2 separate regions of the Anas platyrhynchos genome follow, and region 1 is linked to region 2. The links are chromatin contacts, called in public Hi-C maps. All regions are on one chromosome and are shown on one strand. Each heading gives the region's core, a stretch centred on a gene start, on an enhancer-like site or on the middle of the called end of the contact. The rest is flanking DNA. Distances are from core to core; before and after follow the strand shown.

Region 1 (6,621 bases), core at 866-3,365, 330 kb after region 2:
CTGACCCCCTGCAGTCAGCAGCCTTTTTCAAGGGATAATGCGAGTTGAAATGTCCCACTAATGCCATGTAGCACTGCTACAGCCCTGGGGGCTGAGGCTTGCTGGCCGTGCAAGGCCGAGATGTGAGCAATGCAGCTTTCTCCACCTGAGTCTGAAGGCTGAGAGAGAAGGATTTTAATAGGTAGAGGCTCTCCAGATGGCTCTCCAGTGTAATCAGAGCTCACAGCCAGAGTTATTTGGGCTGACTGCGGTGATGGTGCGGATGTGGTCAGTGCTTCAGCCTCCAGCCAGGAAGCTCACGCGCACAGAGGCATTCAGCTCAGCACCGGCGTGACTGCAGCCACCCCTTGCTTAGCACCAAACCCTGCTGCATCTTCAGCTGGGTCCTGCAGCTCTGGATGCAGAGTGGTGTTTGTACAGGGGATGCTGCCGAGTGGGTCTGCGTGTCACGTCCCACATGAGCCCTGAGCAGTCGGCAGCAAAGAGAGGGATCAACCCCCAGGCTGGATTTGTAGATGCTCGGATCTGTTCACAGCCTTCTGGCAGAGTCCACACGCGTTGGAGCCACAGCTGCACCCTGAGCAGGGCTCCTGTCTGAGAAGCCACCTGCTGAGAAGCTGCTCACGTTGTCATAAGTGTGCACAGGGTTCAGTTTGTGAGATCTGTGTGTGACTGTCTGCGGGGAAGAGGAGAGGGCCCGAGGTCAGCCTTTGTGCAGAAAGGAAGATGCTGAAGAAAGCCCATGCTGCGTGTGCAGCTTCTCACCACCTCTGCTCGTACATTCCTGAAAGCTGACACCACCAGTCATTTTTTGTTTTGTTCCAAGGTGCTCATACTTCAGATGGCGGCATCTTGACATCCCCATCCATTATGTGAACGGATTGCGGAAATAACTCGGCTCTGCCTCTCCCTGTGATATTAATCCCCAGCGGCTGCCTGTAGCACAGAGCCTGCCTGCCTCTGCCTCGGGCACCAGGCACCCCTGAGCTCCCCAGCCCCTGCCGTGCTCGGCTGTGAGGACGGCAGAGGAGCATTTCCAAAATCTGGCTTTCCTGCAAAATTGGAATCCAAGTTGGCACATCAGAGCTTTCCTCCTTGCTGAGCAGCCACAGGTGCTTGTGGTGAAATATAAGGCCTTTAACAAGAGCATTGTGATAATATAATATCACATTATGGGAGCCAGGCGGGCTTCATTAAGCAATGGCTGAAAATTGTACAATTGAGAAAGGAGCCAGCAAATTAAGATCCACAGCTCTTGTGCGTAGAGCAAAACATCATTAGCTTTGAGGTGGGGGACGACGTTACCTTCTACACCCTGTTGACTTTCAGTGCTTGTGTTCTTAATGCGCACACAGCAAGCTGGTTCAGGAAATGCAAACTGTGGTAATTGCTCCAAATCTCGGCTCATCATTCCTGGGAACAGATGTCACCGGGGAAGGGACCTGCGGAAGGAGGAGGGGAGGAGTGATGGGAAGGCCTGGAGAGAAGAGAAGAAAATCAGGGTACTTTCACATTAGTGAAATGGGATACCCATCTGGACACACAGAGAGGGCTGGCAGCACGCAGTTACTGCACAGGATCTGGCCATGACATCCTGTACTTGTTTTTACCAGTGGGCACTTGTGTGATCAGCAGCATTTAGGAGAAAGCACGTCAGATGGGGGATGCATCAAAGGCTGAAAAACAAAACCTTCCTTTGCTTAAACACTGCTGGAGCTTAAACACTTGCCTGGCTGTAAAAAGCAAAGTTGATTCATTCTCTTCTTTTTTTTTTTTCTTTCTTTCTTTGGGGAGGGGGAGGGAGAAGAAGGGAGGAAGACCTGAAGTGGAAAAACAACCCCCCCAAAAAAAGAAGCAGCTGTGGAGCCGCATGTGTGAATGCTGCAGAGGAAAGCAAAGACGCACTGACAAAACAAGCCAGGAATGCTGGGGCCCGAGCTCTGAAACACATACGGTTTATGTTGTTCTTACCACAAACCAAAAATATGTTCCCATTCGAAATGGTCGAATCCACAGCTGTTTTAAAATCCCTTGGTACTTCTGAGACAAATGATCCAAGTCAGACTGTGCTAACAGGGTCAGTTTGAGAGCCAAGCGAGAGCTGTGACTGATGCAGAATCACTGCAGCTCCATCCCTTTCCACATCAATCATTGCCCAATGAAAATCCTGTGGGGCTGTCGGACTCTCTTACAATATTGTTTACATTAGGAGATGATGTAAAGCTCCTCCAGCAAAACTGTACTGCTCGATGATGATCCCCACTAACAACAAGCGGGCTTAAGTTGCAGCTGCAGGACAGCACAGAGAGATGCAGGAACATACCCCCAAATTTACATCTACAAAAGCAGTCATTAATGTTTCATAAAATACACCCATTGATTCATCTCTGCAGGCAAATTCTCTCCCTTTAAACTGATGATTATAAAGCACCTTGGGGCGACTCTACATCCTAGGCACTCTATAGAGTAGCTGCACTGATATTGTCATAAAAGCCGAAATGGCTTTAATACATTTCCTCACAATAGCAGTTTTAATTCACTCTGAGAGGGCTGGCTGTCAGGAAAATAATATTTTTCTCAGATTCACACCTGAGGTCAAAACCTTGCCCTCCACGCCAGAGCTAATAAATCACACTTCTTTTTTTTCCTGCTCCCTTTGAATCACTAGGACGGTGTCTTGCGGAAAGACAAAAAGGGGTCTTTGAGGGAGAGCGGCACGGAGGGGGAGGGCCGTGGAAAAGGCCCCGGCGACGTACTGTAATCACGTATGGGGAAGGGAAGGCTCACAGCTGTTCCCGGCCTTGAAAAGAAAGCCTTGGCACCTGTTTAATCTTGACTGAAAGGTCTCAAGTTATGGCCTTTATGCTCTAATACACCCCCATTAAATATTTGCATATTAAACATACAGGAAAGAAGCGCTGCCTCAAGTGACGGGGAGCGAGCAGCATGGCAGCCTCCCTCACTCTCCAAGTGTGCCTCTCCTCAGGCCCTCCTTTTCCCTCTTGGGTGCTTTTTCCAGGCACGAATCCCCCAAGCACACTCTGTCTGGAGGTGTCTGAGCCCAGAAGCAATGGTTCCAGTGGGATTTTTTAGCTTGGCTTCCCTGGCACCAGCCTCCCTCCTCAGTGAAGCCTGAAATCCAGAAGCGTTTCCTTCTACTTGTAGCCCCAGCCTGTATCCCCCCAAGACCTCACAGGTCCTGCTGCAACCGGACCCAGGCAAAAATGTTTTCTCTGCTGCTCATCAAGACGCCAGGATGCTCACAGCATCCGCTGCCATGAGCCCATCACCTGGGAGAGCAGTAGCTGCTGAACCGCTCCTGCTTCTCCACTCGTTTTGGGCCATTCCTCTCCACCTCCCACCTTACAAGCCACCAAAGTGCCCTGCACAGGCTGGGACACCGGTGCCATGCCTGCTATCCCCCCGGGGAGCTGCTGCCTGGCTGGGAAGTTGTGGGAAGCTCTCACAGTGTCGGGAGCATTTGTACCGAGGTGCCTGAGGCTGCTCCATCCTCCAGACGGAGCTGCTGGAGATGAATGCTCTGCTTCATGGCACCACAGCGCTCCGGTCCTGGGGACAACAGGAAACGTGGTCACATGAGCCATTCGGCCACACACATTTGGCAGATTCAGCTTAAAACCAGGCCTTACATGTGGTTTTAGAGGTAGCCGATGACTGGGTTGATACTCTGTTGACACGGTCTGTTTTTAGATGTGGTTTCGAGCGCAGGCCTCACAAGTGCTCCTGTCCTGACAGACGGCTTTTCATCTGGGGAGGAGCAGCAGGAGGAGCTCCCTCAGCTCATGAGCTGGAGCTGGACCAGCATCAGAAGAAGATTTGCGCACAGGCGTCTCTGCAAAGGGTGTGAGCACTTTTATGGGGCCTTCAGGCTCTGCAGCTGTCATGTGAATTGCAACCTTAGCCCTGGATGGTTCAAGAGAAGGGTTTACAAGCTGCTGGTGTCTCTGCCGTGCCTGGCGTCCATGCCAGACGGTTCCAGAACAGTCCTGGATACTCAACAGCAGCAGTTCCCTGCCTCCCCGTCCTCTTTCAGAGACCACCACACATCAGCAAGGTCTCACCACATCTCCTGTCACTTGCCACCGAGGAGAGGGGTGGGTCTGGAGGTCTCCTCCCCAGGATATCACAGCAGGAAGAGATGGAGGCTCCCTTCCCGGGCCTGGACAGAAGATGTGGGTACACGAGAAGGCCTCTCTTGGTAGCTTGTTTCTCCGGCCTCGATGTATCTGTGTGTTTAGCGTTCCTACACCACAGTGTCCTTACGAGCAGTGTCAAAGAAAGGCGCCTCGTGCTGGGCAAGGGAGGTGAAAGCCCGATGCTGCCTGATTTCTAGGGCTGTGCCCTCCACCGCTGCAAACCGGCCCCTCCAAATGCTCTGCTGCCCACACAAAGGAGCTTTATGCTGATGGGTGACGCAGCCACACAAAGAGGGCTGTTGTATTGACAAGCTCCTTCGGCACAATAAAAGTCTCTCCCATCAGCCATATGCAGTCCCAAGGCAAGGCTTGCATACTGTAGAGGGCATTACATGATCCCTCTGCACAGAGATACATTCAGCTCAAACAGTGTTATTTTTGTCTTATTTTTTAATGACTGTTGGGGGGGTGGGGTAGACGTAGACAATGGCAGGGAAAGTGAGCACGAGCCCTGCAGATATTTTATGTCTTTTCACTTACAAACATGGAGAGAAAAAAAAAAATCACTGAGGCCCTGATGTGCCTAATTGCCCAGCAGTGGCAGAAAGCGAGTTGGCAGCGTCTGCTCAACCTGCACAGGCTGGTGCTTCACCTCACCATATGTCTGCTCAGCCACTCATGACTCACCCGAACAGGCCACATGGCGGCTTGGACACTCCATAAGGGCTGTGCATGCTGTTCTGGAGGAGCAGTCAGAAATAATTCCAAATGTTCAGCGTTCCTGTCCTTGCTGGAAACTAGAACTGGGCTATTATGATGCTTTTCTATTCCTTGCTTCATTATAAGCATTACAGATGTTGGGAATGTCACCCTGCCCTCTTACCAGTCACAACTAAGCAAGCTGTTTATTTACAATGACCAACTAGATTGGCATTTCCTATTGCTCTCTGCTGACTGGATTATCTTTCAGCCTCAAAACATCTGCAGCCACATATTAGCTGGTCAGAAATGCCCTCTCTGTCAGGCGTTATTGCTAAATTACCCTGAGCTGGAATGGTCATGGGCTGTCAGAGGTCTGCAAGGTTCAGCTATCACTGCCACTCAGCTGCAGGAGGATTTTCTGGAACAACACAGCCTGCAGATCCCTGCATCCAGCTGGCTCCTGCCCTCATTCCACCAGCAGAAGACAGTGCTGCTGGGTGTTACAACAGTTCCCCCTCCACCAAACTGACATATTTCAGCATCATGCTCAGCAGCACTCAGAGATCACAGCTCCGAGCACAGAAGTACATCTTTACCAGGTTATATGTATTTCCACAGCCTGTGAAGAGCTCTCAGCTTCTTGGTTCTTGCTGCTGAGGGAAGAAGAATGCCTTCAAAATTTTTTGTTGTTAGTGTGTCATTTATTAGTATATCACAATTAGATGTGCAAGGGTGGTGAAAGGTATTTCTGCCTGAAGTAGTGCTAGCAGTGGCAAGGGTTAATAAGTGCCTTGGTGTGAGCATTGCATACATTTATCCCTCTTGGCACTTAGCCTCCTAGCAGCAAAAAGTTGACAAGTGCTTTTCTGTAAATCTGCTGTCCTGTTAGGGGCTCAGTCAGGCAAAAATCTCCATTCCTTTTCTTAAGGCAGTGAAACAAAACAACTTTGCAGGGCAATAAGACTGCAGGTACAATCTTAGACATGTATGTTATTCACTGCAGGCTCACCGTTTTTTCTCCTGATACATTTTTATACCCCATGATTGTCAGATACATGAGCCCCTCTTCTGAATCAAGTGCAGCACGGAGCAGTCCCCAGGGGCAGTGGAAGGGGCACGGCAGCCAGCACCACCGCTCTCTACCACCTCAGTGAGTACTGGGAAGAACTTGATCCTTACTGGATCCCCGTCCCTCCCAGCAGCTGCAGGCAGCACGCTCCAGTGCCTGAGACGCAGATGGAAATATTTTCCTCACAAGCACTTTGCAAACAAGCACGCAGTGGCCAGGCAGCCTCTCCCAGCACCCGTGAGGGGCCACATGAACCCCCTCCGTGTGTCTGACCAGGAGGGAGCCAGGCAAGGGCTGCTGACACCAATCCTTGCCCACCAGCAGAGGAGAGAGGAGCCTCCCAGGAACAGCAGGTGGCAGAGGTTGCGCTGTCACCAGGCAGCCCAAATCCTCCACGAAATGGCTACCAGCAGAGGAAAAGTCAGCGCTGCAGCTGTCTGCAGAGCTTTGGGTCCACCCCTACCTCTCAGTTTGGCGTTTCAGCCTCCCTTCTTCTTTAATCCTCTCACAGCTATCTGCTGTAGTGCAAGAGTAGCCCTGACTGAGCTGCATTTTTTTTTTTCTTAATCTTTTCAGGCTGCCAAAATCCAAGCTGTCAAATACAGGTTAGCAGACTGAAAACGCAGATGTCCATTCTTGACTGAGTTTTCCACGTGGGCTGGATGTGTTCAGAACAGCTTTTAAGGTCAAAGC
Region 2 (6,394 bases), core at 3,321-5,820:
TCACAACCCCAATACTTTTAAGGTGTAGGAAAAGTACTGCAGCCCTGGTTTTGCAGGGAGAGAAGCTGAGGCACAGAGACTCTGAGTAAGTAGGACAAACTTGAGAGAAAACCTGTAGCATGACTGAGAACAGAACCCAGATGCACCAAGGGCTCGTGCTTTGCTTTAAATACAACACTAGGATCCCTCTCATTCATGATGCCAGTATAATGGTATTTCCTCTCCTGGAATGGTGCATTCGGCTCTGGCCAGCACCTCTCTCTCTCTGGAAAAGTCAGAGGGAGAGAGCGAGAGGGAGAAAAAGGCGAGAAGCGCAACCAGCACAAATCTCCTGCAGAGGAGCTCCCTGCAAGGCACATGGGGCAGCAGCAGTACCAGGGTGGGCGTCAGGGATCAGCCCCAGGTCTGTTTCCGTGTCCTGGAGTGAGACATTTGACATTTATGGGTTTCTCAACCGGGGGAAACTGTTGCAGGGTACATGTTTAACATGTGCCAGACGTGGGTGTACAGCATCCGTGCTGCTCTGTGCTTGTGCTCTGGGGAGGGACTGAGGTCGCTGCCTCTGCTTCGAGAGAGAAGCGTGCACAAGGGCAGACGTGGCATGGCATGGCTCTGTGCAGTCCCACCTCAGGGCTGCGTACAGCGCTCCTGGCAGAGGCAAGTCCAGAGAAGCAAAGCTCAGCTTCAGAAAACCTGCAGGCCTGACTCACAGTGGCGATGGAAATGCAAAGTGTTCTTTTCTCAAGCCTTTATTGTTCTGGCATGATCTGTCTCAAGTACCCCACGCACTTCACTGTGCAATGGTAAAACAACATTTGCCCAAATGAAAAAGAAAGAATTTCAAAGACTTGAAAAACAGACAAGAAAATAGGTTAATGGGGCCAAAATAGCCTTTTTAGTTTCTTAGGGAAACACCTCCCAGATGGGTTTAAAAAAATTTTATTGGAGCTTTTGACACCATGCAATTACTTCATGGAGCTCTTCCAGTTTATGCTTGCAGTGTACAGAAAAGGGCATCTTATTTAACAAAAAAAAAGTATTGGTTTACTGAAAGCCACATGGCTCAATGTCAGAGCTGGGAACATTCACAGCCACACTGAGGATGCTGTTTTTGACTCATGGCCCGTGTAAGAGCCACTCACCTGCAGGTACATGGAATGCTGTGATGAAGATTAATTGGGGAAGGCTCACAGCCTGGGCTTGGAGGAGGAGAAGTGCCTCAATAGCACAGGGAAGGCCCCAAAGGGCCTCTTGCCCCAGTGGGCTGCAGTGTGATCCAGCCAGGGGGAGAGCCTGCGGAGGAGCAGGCAGCCCATGCCAGCTGACAGATCAATGCTTTCTCCTACCTGCCCTGCAAAGCTTCATGCCCACAGACTTCAGCAGCACGTGAGGAATTTAATGAAGAAGCCATGGCTGACACCTGAGGGCTCTGTCTTGCTCCTTGCAGAGCTGTCAGACAGCCCAAGGTGCCACGGCTACCGGGTCAGTGGTGTTGGCTGGAGAAGCAGGGAGAGGTCAGTAAGTGGTAGCGTTTCTGACAAGAACTCTACAGTTCAGCTCCCAGTTCACCGCCAGCTCCAGCCCGCTGCTTGAACCTCCAGCTGCCCTTCCTGGAGCCTGCCCTCACCCCCCAGTCTCCCCACAGGGCAGGACCCTGTGGCATCTTCCCATCTGCAGCTTCCCTCCATTGCTGGCCTTGCTGCTCACTCACATCTTTTGCACTTGGAGAGAAAAAGAAAGCAAGATTCAGCTCACGGGTTAAGCTCATTTCATATTTGAGTTAGGTTTCTAAGGTCTTGCTGTAGTCAATGGAGATGCAGTTACTGCAGACAGTCGAGGAAAGGAGCTGAGACACAATTTGATATCTTCATCTCAAAGTTCAAGGCCTCATGGAGCAAAATATTCTTTTGTACTGAGTTTGATTATTGCTTATACTCGGCTGAGGGAAGGCATTGTGGCAAAAGAGCCTGGCACAGATACGGGCATCGATGAAGACATGCATTGATAAGGTCAGGCTCCCCAGCATCATGCAGCCAGCATCCCCAGGGGGCTGCAGACACTTCTGCCAAACCAGAGGCTGCCATGCCGTGCCTTCAGCTTTTTTTACTCACTCAGGCACATTCCTCACGAACATAGACTGGGGAACACAATCTCCCAGTTTCCAGGCAGATCTTTAGTGTTCCCGTGCTATTCCATGAGGGTCTGATGAAGCTGGCAGTGGGGAGAATTGTTAGGCAGGATGGGTGCCTTCAGAACAAGGCCATCGGACAGAGATAGGAAGCCTTCTGTGAGGAGAGCAGCTCAGGGCTGTCAGCACCTGCCACTATGCTTGAGAGCCCAGAGCTGCTCATCCCAAGTATCGCAAAGGCATCACCTCCTCAGCCATATACAAATCTTTTGCCATCTCTGGAGGATGAGGTGACCTTCTCTGCCTCTAACTTGTACCATTGTCCCTGAGAAGTCCTGTTTTCCATCCAGGCACACACAGCAGTCTTAGCAATTTGTTCTCCTTAAAGCCAGGGTCTCTCTGTAAAACAGCATCTTTTCCCACATCTGTAGGCCTTGCAATCACTTTGAAATCTGAGCTGCACTTATGGTTCTGCTCCTTTCCTTTGTGCACGTATCAGTGTGAATGTGGGATTTCCATGCAACTTGAGACAGAGTGCTCCTTTGGTAACCACACTGATGTTCTGCCTGAACCCTGTAGGTTAGGATCCTGGGGCAGCCTCTTTCACCCAGCTGCAGTTTGCACAGCTCTCCCCTCTGCCATTTACCCTTTCATGCTCAAGAGGAGCATGAGTCCTCCAGTAAACATTTACCAGTTATCTCTAAAAACCTCTGCTGCCATGCCATCTATGAAAAGCTTTTGAAAAAGCAGTGTTTGTTATTCACAATGCCAATGATGTCTCCATGTTCCATGGGCCCTGGGTCTGCCTGCACTATAAAATGCCTGTGCAGGACCATCGCTGTGCCCTTCCTTTGCACAGTACCTGGAGGTGACAGCCCAGGATGAGTGACACTGTGTGAGTTCACAACTGAAGTGGTAAATGAATGCCCAGTCTAATGCAGGGGCAGGTACTTACTGGGACACTGGTAGGTGAAATCAAGAAATTCCTCTAAAAATCAAGTTATTCATCCAAATTGAGCCATTAGGACCCACACTGATGTGGCTGACTAGATTTACCGTCACGAGAACCTGCTTACTCACTAACTCTTCAGCCTCTGATACACTTCACTTTGAGAGCCTGCAAACATAAATCAGTTGGAAATAAAATTTAATTTACAACATCAAAAACAGTCACATTTGGAAACAGTCTAATTTCCTGACACTCAAAAGCACATCACATTATAATTTATCAACCATCACATTTTTAATGATGTCAGACATTTGTCATAAAATCACCATTAAATTGGTATCTAATGGCTTCTAATAAATGTCAAAATGAACTTGCAGATGCCTATTTGAAATATATTAGGAGCCATTAAACAGCAATTAAAAGGAAGTTTCACAAATAATATTTTATATTAGATAGGTCGCAGAGCCATGCCAAGGAAGGGACGGTGACATTTTGAGGAACCTCTGAAAACGCTGCCTCTTTTCACGTATTTCTGTAACAATGGAGCAAGTGCTTCCCCAGAGAGCAGCCCACGCTCTCCGGGCATCCGGAGCCCTTCCTGCAGCCAGGGCTCCAAGTGGGAGGTGATTGAGAAAGACGGGCACAGAGCTGGGCAGAGGGACAGCTGGAGGCCACCTGGTGCTGTAGTGCTTGTGCTCTGCACCCTGAATGTGCAGGTTACTGCTGATGCACAGAAAAGAGCTCTCACTGCTGGCACCACCCTCCCTGACATCCTTTTGGATTTCTCCAGTCCACATATTAACAAATCTCACCTTGTGTCGTTGGTGCAGTGTGGTATTGCCACATCCCAGGCTCTCCTGAAAGGGCGCTAAAGACCACCGTTAACTTCTGGCTCAAACCTTCGCAGTAGCAGCTGTGTGCTGAGAGCCACTTGTGGTTCATGAGTCCATGTTCCTCCTGCTCTGGAGATGTTTAAAAGGTGCACCTTCTCTGCACCCTAAGCACACGTGCACGTGTATATGTGTTTTCTATAAAATATAATCTCATTTAAATATGCCCAGGTACTGATGCCCTTTGTTTCTCTTGCAGCACAAAGCTTACTTTCACCTGCTGTACCTTGAAAATGACCGACAAGCATTTAACCTTCAAGCATCAGCAATCTCATAGCATTCATGTGCCCGTATCAGCCCAGTCACAACTCAGAAACGGTTAAAAAGAAGGACTTCATCCCAGCTTGCACCATTCCCTAGATAGACTCCTGTAAAAGAGCAGCTTGCTTGCTCCCTCTCTTTTCACTTCAGGCTGCACAGAGAGGAGAAGGGAGGCGTGGGGCTGGATCTAACCCTGCCAGGGCTCAGGGCAGCGCGGTGAGCATTGCCTAAGGTGGAGGACGAGGAGCCTGATGGCTGGGGACGGCACGTTCTGGTGTGGCTGGGGGAGCGAGCAGCAGGCCAGTGCGTTACACAAGTAGGTATCAGCAGCCAGTAATAGACCCGTTGTGTCAGTACACAAATATGTTGTTACGCTCCACCTTCCGTCCTATTTGTTTCTCACAGTACTATGGCTACTCTCCTCGCCCATTTACGCAGCTCAAAACTGGTCCTGAGTCAGAAGAGCGAGAAAAAAAATCCCCTTACCTCCACCCATCCCATCACCTGCTCCTGAAAGGACCTGTTTATACAACTGTAGAGAAGGGTGTGTGTTTGCATATTAAATGGGATCGAGAAAATATGTAACATATGTTGCAAACAGAACTAATGTCTAAACACACATGTAAACCTGGGCTAACGGGTCCTGCCAAAATATTTTAACCATCTGTTTTTACTTAGCTGTTTTTGAACAAATTATGTTTATTATGTTAATTTATTTTACTGTCAACAACACCAAATGACAGAGTTGCCTCTAAACAACATCATTATATATCACATTCTGCCATAATACCGGCAGGTTTTTTTAATGCGACAGGAATAAATGCATATTAAAATGTCAATTTGTTTAAAATCGCATTCAGGATGGTAAATACATCTGCACAAATCCATCGTGTTCCAACATACACTGTTTGCACAGAGACTACCTAAAGATAAGGCACTTGGAGGAAGACGCAGGAGCGCAGAGATCCTGCCTGGACGCCTGGTTCAACCTTGAGGCTGATGCCAAGGAGGGAGGGAGTGAGCAAAAGGGAGGTGTGCCACATTTTAAGAAGTTGTGAGAAGCTTCCTGGAAGCCTGTCCTCATTTGCAGCATCCCGGAGAGCTCCCTCAGACAAAATAAAACTGAAATTGAGGTCAAGCATCCCAGGACCACATCCTGTCCCCCAGCATACCCTGTTTGTGTCCAGGTAGGAACCTCTGCATCTGGAAGACAGCGAGGGCTGCTCTGGAGGCCCCAACACCCTCGCAAAGATCCCCCAGCGATTATGTTGCATGGTGTTGTGGTGGTGTCACCCTGACAGGCAGCTGAACTCCACCACACTGCTCCCTCGCTCCCCCTCTTCAAAGGAAGAGGGGGGAGAAAATACAATGGAAAGGGCTCAAGGGTTGAGGTAAGGACCAGGAGATCACTCACCAGTTACTGTCATGGGCAAAACAGATGCAGCATAGGGGGATTAATATAATTTATTGCCTATCACTAGCACACTAGACCAGTGAGAACTAAAAGCAAACTAGAAACATCTCCCCCCCCCATACACCCTCTTTCACCTCCATCCTGAACTGAGCCTGTGGGGGCTGCCCATAGGCAGCAGCTCCTCAAGCACTGCTCCCACACGGCTCCGTCCCATGGGGTCCATCCCCCAGGAGCAAACTGCTCCAGCACGGGGCCCCCACGGGCAGCAGCTCCCCCCAGACCCCCTGCTCCTGCCTGGGCTCCTCTCCACGGGCTGCAGCTCCGGCCCGGGGCCTGCTCCTGCGGGGGCTCTCCATGGGCCGCAGCCTCCTCCAGGCCACATCCACCTGCTCCACCGGGGGCTCCTCCACCCATGGGGGGGCTGCAGCGTGGAGATCTGCTCCATGTGGGACCCAAGGGCTGCAGGGGGACAGCCTGCTCCACCAGGGGCCTCTCCACAGGCCGCAGGGGAACTGCTGCTGAGTGCCTGGAGCACCTCCTGACCTCCTTCTGCACTCACCTTGGGGGCTGCAGGGCTGGTGCTCACTCCTCTCTCCTAGCTGCTGTTGTGCAGCATTTTTTATTTTTTTTTTTCCATTTTTTAGACCTGCTCTCCCAGAGGCCCACCCAGCATCGCTCCCTGGCTCGGCTCTGGCCAGCAGCAGCTCCCTTTTGAAGCCGTCTGGAGCTGGCTCTGCTCTGACACGGGGCAG

The links. A called contact is a pair of places that touch in the nucleus more often than the background predicts.
Region 1: a contact with region 2 is called in a Hi-C map of skeletal muscle, with 2.3 times the contacts expected there. The contact joins two enhancer-like sites. A contact is called at or near these places in 2 of 8 Hi-C or Micro-C datasets (skeletal muscle and subcutaneous adipose tissue).

Annotation. Positions count from the first base shown.
Region 1 is chr2:144,253,631-144,260,251 of IASCAAS_PekinDuck_T2T, forward strand. No RefSeq gene overlaps it. Among named protein-coding and RNA genes, the nearest start is that of ARHGAP12, 110 kb to the right of the region's middle. Within about 2 kb of position 2,116, at least 3 of the 8 cell types and tissues checked have an H3K27ac peak or open chromatin away from gene starts, as enhancers often do. A contact at or near this core is called in subcutaneous adipose tissue, where this site is marked.
Region 2 is chr2:143,922,566-143,928,959 of IASCAAS_PekinDuck_T2T, forward strand. All of the region lies in intron 5 of LOC101789559 (a long non-coding RNA gene), which reads right to left. Among named protein-coding and RNA genes, the nearest start is that of ZNF438, 83 kb to the right of the region's middle. Within about 2 kb of position 4,571, at least 2 of the 8 cell types and tissues checked have an H3K27ac peak or open chromatin away from gene starts, as enhancers often do. A contact at or near this core is called in subcutaneous adipose tissue, where this site is marked.